Regions from separate parts of the Pan troglodytes genome. Here region 2 is linked to region 1. Evidence: chromatin contacts called from public Hi-C data. All regions are on one chromosome and are shown on one strand. Each heading gives the region's core, a stretch centred on a gene start, on an enhancer-like site or on the middle of the called end of the contact. The rest is flanking DNA. Distances are from core to core; before and after follow the strand shown. Region 1 has its middle 78 kb from the start of CFAP144. Region 2 overlaps SLC2A1 (solute carrier family 2 member 1).

Evidence for each region. Hi-C and Micro-C count contacts between places; a contact is called where the count stands out from the background.
Region 2: a Hi-C map of stem cell-derived neural progenitor cells shows a contact between it and region 1, with 6 times the contacts expected there. The contact joins two enhancer-like sites. A contact is called at or near these places in 4 of 7 Hi-C or Micro-C datasets (blood, induced pluripotent stem cells and stem cell-derived neural progenitor cells) and 1 of 1 datasets of contacts at active chromatin or transcription factors (stem cell-derived excitatory neurons).

Annotation. Positions count from the first base shown.
Region 1 is chr1:187,899,201-187,902,790 of NHGRI_mPanTro3-v2.0_pri, reverse strand. No RefSeq gene overlaps it. Among named protein-coding and RNA genes, the nearest start is that of CFAP144, 78 kb to the right of the region's middle. Within about 2 kb of position 2,175, at least 9 of the 24 cell types and tissues checked have an H3K27ac peak or open chromatin away from gene starts, as enhancers often do. A contact at or near this core is called in induced pluripotent stem cells and stem cell-derived neural progenitor cells, where this site is marked.
Region 2 is chr1:188,044,099-188,047,816 of NHGRI_mPanTro3-v2.0_pri, reverse strand. SLC2A1 (solute carrier family 2 member 1) reads right to left here. Exons shown (of 10, transcript XM_016960567.4): 10 at 3,300-3,718. Among named protein-coding and RNA genes, the nearest start is that of SLC2A1, 34 kb to the right of the region's middle. Within about 2 kb of position 1,541, at least 22 of the 24 cell types and tissues checked have an H3K27ac peak or open chromatin away from gene starts, as enhancers often do. A contact at or near this core is called in induced pluripotent stem cells and stem cell-derived neural progenitor cells, where this site is marked.

The DNA.
Region 1 (3,590 bases), core at 926-3,425:
GCATCTACACAGGCTGAGTTTCCATTACAAACTCAGTACTGGATCACTACAACGCCATCCAGAAACTCCCGTAAAGAACCGAACATCCAAATGCGATCACCCAGAGAGGGTCCCAGCACCCAAACCCTGAACACTAAGAGGAGATCCCAACACCCTAACCGGGTCCATTTGGATCTGCTTCCAACCCAGACCCAGAACATCCCGATTGGATGCCTACAATTGACTCATATCTGGAGCCCACACCGGGAATGGACTCACCCAGGCCTCCCTCCTCCCCACCCAGCCTCGGTGAGGCTCATCCTGAGAGGTCTTCCAAGTTCGAAGACTTTTTCTGCCGATATGTGTGACCATCGATCGGGATGACTGCGACTGGGGAAGGGAGCAGGAGGCCAGGCCTGTTCCCTTTGGGGGAAAGGGGAGGGGATCCAGTTTGCAGGGCTAGGGTGGGAGCGGGCAGGCGGGGTGTGCGCCCCGGCCGCTTCCACTCGGCGCGGGAGCTGGGACGGAAGCTGTGCGCCCTCGGAGCCCCTGCAGTCCCCTCACTGGGCGCTCCCAAACAGCCCCCGGGGCGCTGGGCGCGGGGCCAGGAAATCCGGCGCCGGCCCTTGAAGCGCACCCGGGCCGGGAGGGGGCGGCGGGGGCGGCGGGGGCGGGCTGGGCGCTGGCACCACGACCGCCCGCTGAGCAACGTGACTGCGCGGGCTCGGGTCCCCACCAGGACAAGGCGGCCTCTGTGCCGACCCAGCTGATTCCTCTCGGGCTGCAAATCCCTTCCGGCTGACAGCCCTGCCGGCTGGGGCCAGGCAAGGGAACGGGAAGCGGGGTTGGGGGCGAGGTGGGCGCTAAGGATTGGAGCCCATTGGCGGGAGGCCCCCCGGAAGGCCGTATGCTCCGTACATCCAGGGTAGCAAAGGCTACCGTTCCCGGACAGAGAAGCTGAGGCTAGGAGAGGTCCAATTACTAGCCCAAGTCGCACAACTTGTTTCTTGGTTAAAGCCAGAGTTCTAAATGACGCCCCATGATACTCTGTATTTGTTGTTTAGAGTTAGGTGGCGTTATTAGTCTCAGTTTATAAATGAAGGAATGTGAGGCTCAGAGTTGAAGCCGCCAGCCCAACGTCCTAAGACAAGAAGGGAGTGAGGCTGGGACTGGAGCCCAGGACTGCCTGCTCCAAACATGGGGGCCAGGCAGTCCCAGCAGACCCCTGACCCCAGGTAATCACTGACATCCAGCCGGAGGCTCTGCCATGGGCCCGTCACAGGGTCCCCCTGCTCATGGCCTTCTGTCTGGTTGGTTCAGTGTGGTGGACCCGGGGAATGAGTTCCGTTAATCTCCTGAAGGACAGATGTGGGGCTGAAGGAGAGAGATGGGGTGAGGGTGGAGGCGCCAGGTGGCTGGAGAGGGGACTGGAGGGCAATGCATCTGGGAAATGACTTTCCAGAGGTCCCTCTGCCCTCCCCCTGCAGCTGGGGACGGAGCTGGAACCCCAGAGGCCATGAGGGTGGGCTGGGGAACCATCCAGGATCCAGCCTCACCCTGGCCTCCCAGGAACAGGATGGGGATTGTCCCGTGAATTCTATGGAATTAAAAAATGGCACCTTCTCAGAGGGAAGGGAGCTCGGCTGGTTCCCGGGACTGTCTGGCTTCTGTCCTGACTCCTACAACTGCGGCGGCTTGGGACTTTTTTCCATTCCTTGACCAAGATTTGACCTAGACAGGCAGTGCGGGGGCTCAGGGGAGGAGGGAGGATGGCAGGGGCATGGGGGCGACTGCTGAGTGGACACGTGACCTCCCGCTATGCATGTGCCTGTGTGTCTGCACAGAATGAATATCTCTGTGATGTTCTTATGCACATGTGCCTCTGAGAATGGATCGTGGTGGCTCTGGCGGGGTGGGCGTATTGTATCTGTGGGTGCTGTTTGTGCCTGGGCACCTTGACCCTGCCAGGATCTGCGTTATCTCTCCGGGTCTGTGTGTTTGTGGCTGAACCTGTATCTATGAGTCTTTGTGTGTGTCTGGGTTTCCGCCCCCAACAGAGCCTGAATGCCATTTTGCTGCCTGAATGTGCAGAGGAATGTAGGGGGCCAAGGGAGAGGGGAGCACATGTCCTGGGCTGTGGGCCTGCTGGTTATGGAAAACTACTGAGGCCTCCTGGAGCTGGGCAGGCCAGGCCCGGCCCAGAGCCAGGCTCTGCAGCTTTTGCCCTTCCAGGCTCCTCCCACCCCTTCTCTGCAGGGCTGGGGACCTGCTGAGATGGGTTCTTGGTGGAGCAGAGAGCATGGCCTCCCTCCCACCACTCCCCAGATGGTTTGCCAGGCCTGGGGGAAAAGTAAGAGGGCGAGATTAGTTTCCTCTGAAGTCCTCCCAGCCCCAACATTCTCTCCATTCTGTGAATGTTAAAGGGATTTTAAAAAGGCAACTTCACCTCTATTTTGGGGGATGGTGAAAGCAGTAGGGTCTCAGACTGTTAGAGCAAGAAGGCTCCTAAAGATTATCTAGTCCCACCCCCTCCGTCTTACAGATGAGGGCACAGGCCCAGAGTAAGGGATCTGGATCCCCCAATCACCTTCTGGAAGGGCAAGGACCATGTTATCAGGTCCGCTGTCTCCCCATCACCACAGGCCTGTCCTCCATCATGCTGCATGACCTACCCTGGGTAGAGGAAGAGGAATTTGAGAAGGCCTTGGAGGGAGCATTTTGACATATGGAGGTGGGGTTGAGACTCTGGGTGGCAAGAAGACATGGGTTAAGGTGTGGAAGTGGGCAGCTGAGGAGTGCGGTCAGAATGGAGAGTGGGACAATTGGACACACTGGGTCCTAGGACTGAAACGGCGTGTCTGAGCTATACATGAGGGTCCCCGCAGACCAGGTGGAAGCATGTGGACTTTATCCTGTAGGTGATTCTGGTAAGAGGTAAAATTGCCATGTAGCTGAGTAGTTTAGGGCACATGATCTGCAGTCGAATCAGATTATCTTGTATTCCAATCCCAGCTCTAAGACTTTGGTAACTGTATAACCACACATCCCTGAGCAGGTTAAACTCTCCATACCTCACTTTTCTTATCATTGGAATGGAGGTAATAGGCCATGCATGGTGGCTTGCATCTATAATCCCAGCACTTTGGGAGGCCGAGACAGGACAAAAGCTTGAGTCCAGGAGTTTGAGACCAGCCTGGACAATGTAGTGAGGCCTTATCTCTATTAACAAAAAAAAAAAAAAAAAGAAATGGAGATAATGATAGTATTTCCCTTCCATGGTTGTCTTGAGGAATAAAGGAGAATACAGGCAAAGCCCTCAATGCCTGACACTGGTCAGTGCTCAGTAATAGCTGTGATGCTCCTGGTGGTGAGGCCTGTATTTAAGGCTAGCCCGGAGGGACAGAGAGAGGACAGGGACACCAGTGGGGAGTCCACGAGAATCATGTGGATGAGATGCCATGCTGAGGTCCATGATGCTGTCCCCTGGGTTAACTGGCTGGAGTCCTCAGCAGGGCTGCAGGAAGGTGGGCAGAACCCCCTCCACTGAGTGGCCTTGAGTTTGTTCCTGGGTGACCAGCACCTGAGAAACCATTTTCAGAGGAGGATTGGTG
Region 2 (3,718 bases), core at 292-2,791, 150 kb before region 1:
CTGCAAAGGCCAGAATGTGGTTAAGGAATTTGGGCTTTATCATGAGAAAGTGGGGAGTATTAACCCATAGAATAATGTGGTCAGAACACATTTTTAGGAAGATCATTTGGGAAGCCAGGGTCAGGGTTACCAGATGGATTTGTTGTAGTAGGACCAGTCAAGGGTTCCCTCCAAAGCAACGTAGTATCTCTGAAACCCTGAAAGTGTGAGGTTAAACCCTGCCCTGATCAAAATGTTCACAAAACAGCCACTAGTTGGCAGGAATGTGCCAATGAATGGATGAGCCAGACTCCCAACTAGCAGCTTCTGTTCTCTCATTCCTTGAGCTGTGGTGGGGTGTGATCACCTAGTGGATAACAGGAGTAGGTGGGAGGGCAGTCTCTTCGGAGGAAACTTCAGAGGCCCAGAGGAGAAGGAGAACGTGATCAGAGAACAGAGTGGATGGATGGATGGAGGATAGGGTTGGGGTTGAGTGGGGGCAGTGGTGAGGGAGAGAGCTTGATCATGAATGACTTGAATTTTCAGGTTAAGAAACACAGACATTATCCTGAGAGAAATGAGGAACCCAGGAAGGTTTTTAAGTAGGAGAGAGACATAACTAGATTTGAATTTTAGGAAGATCATCGATTGCAGTGTGGAGAATGAGGAGGAAGCAGGAAGCACAGAGATCAGTGAGAAGGCAGTTGCAGTGATCCTGGGAGAGGTGATGAGTGGCCAGCAGTAGGCCCAGCAATTGCAATGGACAGACGGACCAGAATTGTAGGAGACTTATGAAATAAAAATCACAGAATGAAAAAGGGGTCATTAAAAATGTAGTTGACAGAAGAGAATATCCTTTCCCTATTATTAAATACAGCCTGAATTGTCAGATCGTCTACCTAAAATTGCACTGTAAGAACTCAGATTTCAGAACTTCTTGGCTTCTAAATTCTACTTCATTCATTCAATAATCCTGACCAGAGTCTGTGGTGGGAAGGGGGGACCAAGGAATGGCTCAGTCCTGTTCCTGCGGCAGCTGCCCTCCCCCACACCCCCGCCCTCGTCCCCGCCCCCGCCCCCAATGGGGTGGAAAGACACTCAATTCCGGTACAGAGTGGAGAGCGCTTTGATGGAGGAAATACAAGCCGATGTAGTGTTCCCGGGAAAACCTGATCCAGAAGGCTTCCAGGGAGAGGAGATTTTGCGCCTAAGATTTCAAATGAAAGATCTCGTAACACCGTCAGTGAAACAACTAAGCACTGCTGGGAAAAGATGGTGGCCTGCAGAACAGTCCCGTTATCTATCTACCCCTTTTCGTCAGAAACCGTAGACGTCACCTTACGCGGGATAGGAACCTGGGTGAGCTACGTCCCCAGGGATGCCCAGCGATACACAAATCACCGTCACCCCCTCCAGTGTAAACCGCATCGCCTGGCAAGCAGGCGCCCAGGTCGTCCCCAAGGGCCAGCGCCTGGAACCGCCAGGGTGTGATTGGTGGAGTCTTGGAGCCCGCCCCTCGTCGGGCCCAACAATGCGCCTCTGATTGGTGGAGACGCCACCTGGCCCCGCCCATCCCCAATCGTGTCAGTGCGCCGCCGGTGGCCGGGCTTAGGGGACCGCTGTGAGGTCTGGAGAGGATGCGCCATCGACCCTGGCAGTAGGCGGCTGAACCTTGGCCCCAAATCTTCTACCCGGGGTGGATTGCGGCCCCTAGAGGAAGGGCGTCAGGGGACCGACCGGCAGCTGTGCCGTAGCGGCACTCTGGTCCACGCTGAGGGCGGGCCCGGTTCCCTGCGCCTGCGCTGACATATTGCAGTTTGGGAAATGGCGGTGCTCGGGGACGTCGATACTGACCCAGGGCGGGAGGCAGCTGCGAGTGGATTGTCGGGCCTTTTCAGACCGGGGTCTGAACCTCTGGGCCGGGGCGGGGCTGGGGTGCTGCCTGGCTCTGCCAACGTTCTGGGCCCTCGAGTGTGAATGAGCTCCGCCCGCCATCCGCCTTGTAGTCCTCGCGTCCGGCCACCGGCGCGGGGCTCCCACCCATCCCCACCCCAACCACCCCACCCACCCCACCCCACCCCACCCCGTCTGTTTCCTTTCTGGTCCAGTGGGGACAGCCCTGAGTGAGCAGCGTCGTAGGAGTAAGATACCTGGGCCCCCGGCCTCTCCTTCTTGCCCTGCCCCCGCACCCCCTCCCGCACGGGGACCCGGATAACTCCTTTCAACAGAAGTCTTTTGGGAGCACACGATAAGGCTTCCTTTCATCTGGCCTCAGCCCTTCACCAGTTAACCGCCCTGTCCCCAGGCTCAGGCAGGGCATATTCTTCGCAACCTGCTCTTCTTTGCTGAGATGCAGATGGATGTCCTCATAGATTCTTTATACCTAATGGTAATACATATAGGTATTTCCATTTGCTAAGTACCAGTTTTCCTTTCTCACACCCTTCTTACAACCCCTCTTCATGTCAGGGAGAAAAAAGCCTGCCTGTAGTTACAAAAACAAACTTCTCCCAGATTTTGTCAGCTGAGCCTCTAGAGACAAATGTCTTTGGTGTTTTATTTCCTCCAGTATTTTCTGAGTGCCTGCTGTGCATCAAGCACTGTACTGAATAGTGCTGAGGACCCACAGGAACCAAATCGGCATCTTCTCATGAAATTCAGACTAGTGGCAGAAAACTGGACTTGTGATGAAGGAGCAGATGAAGTGCTCTGGAAATTCAGGGGTGAAGGAGGAGGATGAGCTGTCTTTAGAGATGAAGCAGTAGTATACAGAGGAACCAGAGGGGGCAATTCCAAATGAAATGAACACAGGGCAGCTTGACAGCTCATTGGGCCCATACAAAGAACGTGGTTCATTTTGTGTGTGGGGGGAGGGGTGCAGGAGGTGGGTGGAGTTAATGGAGTAGGGGTTGTATAGTACCATTGTTAAAAGCAGGGGTTTTAGCTTATTCACTGTGCGACTTCAGGCACATAACCTCTTTGAGCCTGTCAAATAAAGGTACAGTATTTACTTCACATTCAAAATAATGCATTTCAAGCCTGAGCATCACGGCTGGCACAAAACTAGTGTTTTTTTGAACACCAACTATCAAATATGTGATAGAAATGCCTTGAATGTCAAGATAAAGAATGTATATATTCTCTGGGTAACAGGGATCAAACAGATTTTTGAGCAATAGAGGACACTGATGAGAGGTACGTGTAAGGGACTGGATCCTGAGTCAAAGTCTAAGCCGTTGCAGTGGTTGCAACCCCACTTACTTCTGTCTCACTCCCATCCAAACCTCCTACCCTCAATCCACAAGCATTTCAAAACCATGTTTCTAAAAACCAGCCATTTATATCTGTTTAGGTAAGTAACAGGAGTGAGGTGGTGTATTTACAAGTTGGCTTGTCCAGATATACTATAACTTAGTGTCTGTATTTAATATTGACAACCAAAAATATATATAAATATCTTGCATCTATACACAACAGGGCAGGAGTCTCCATGTCTTCTTGAGCAGTGAGTTTGCAGGCTCCCACAGGCCCTCTTCTCATGGTGATAGTGTGGCCCTCAGTGCAAAGGAGACTAGAACCCGGCAGCCCAGACTGGCCCCTCCCCTCTCCTCCCTGCACTCCAGTGCTCCCAACTGGTCTCAGGTAAGGAAAGATTAATTTGAGTGGTTGGGTAGGAAGAGATGGGAAGGGGCAAATCCTAATGGAGCCTGACCCCTAGAGTGGGGAGATCCAGGCCAGC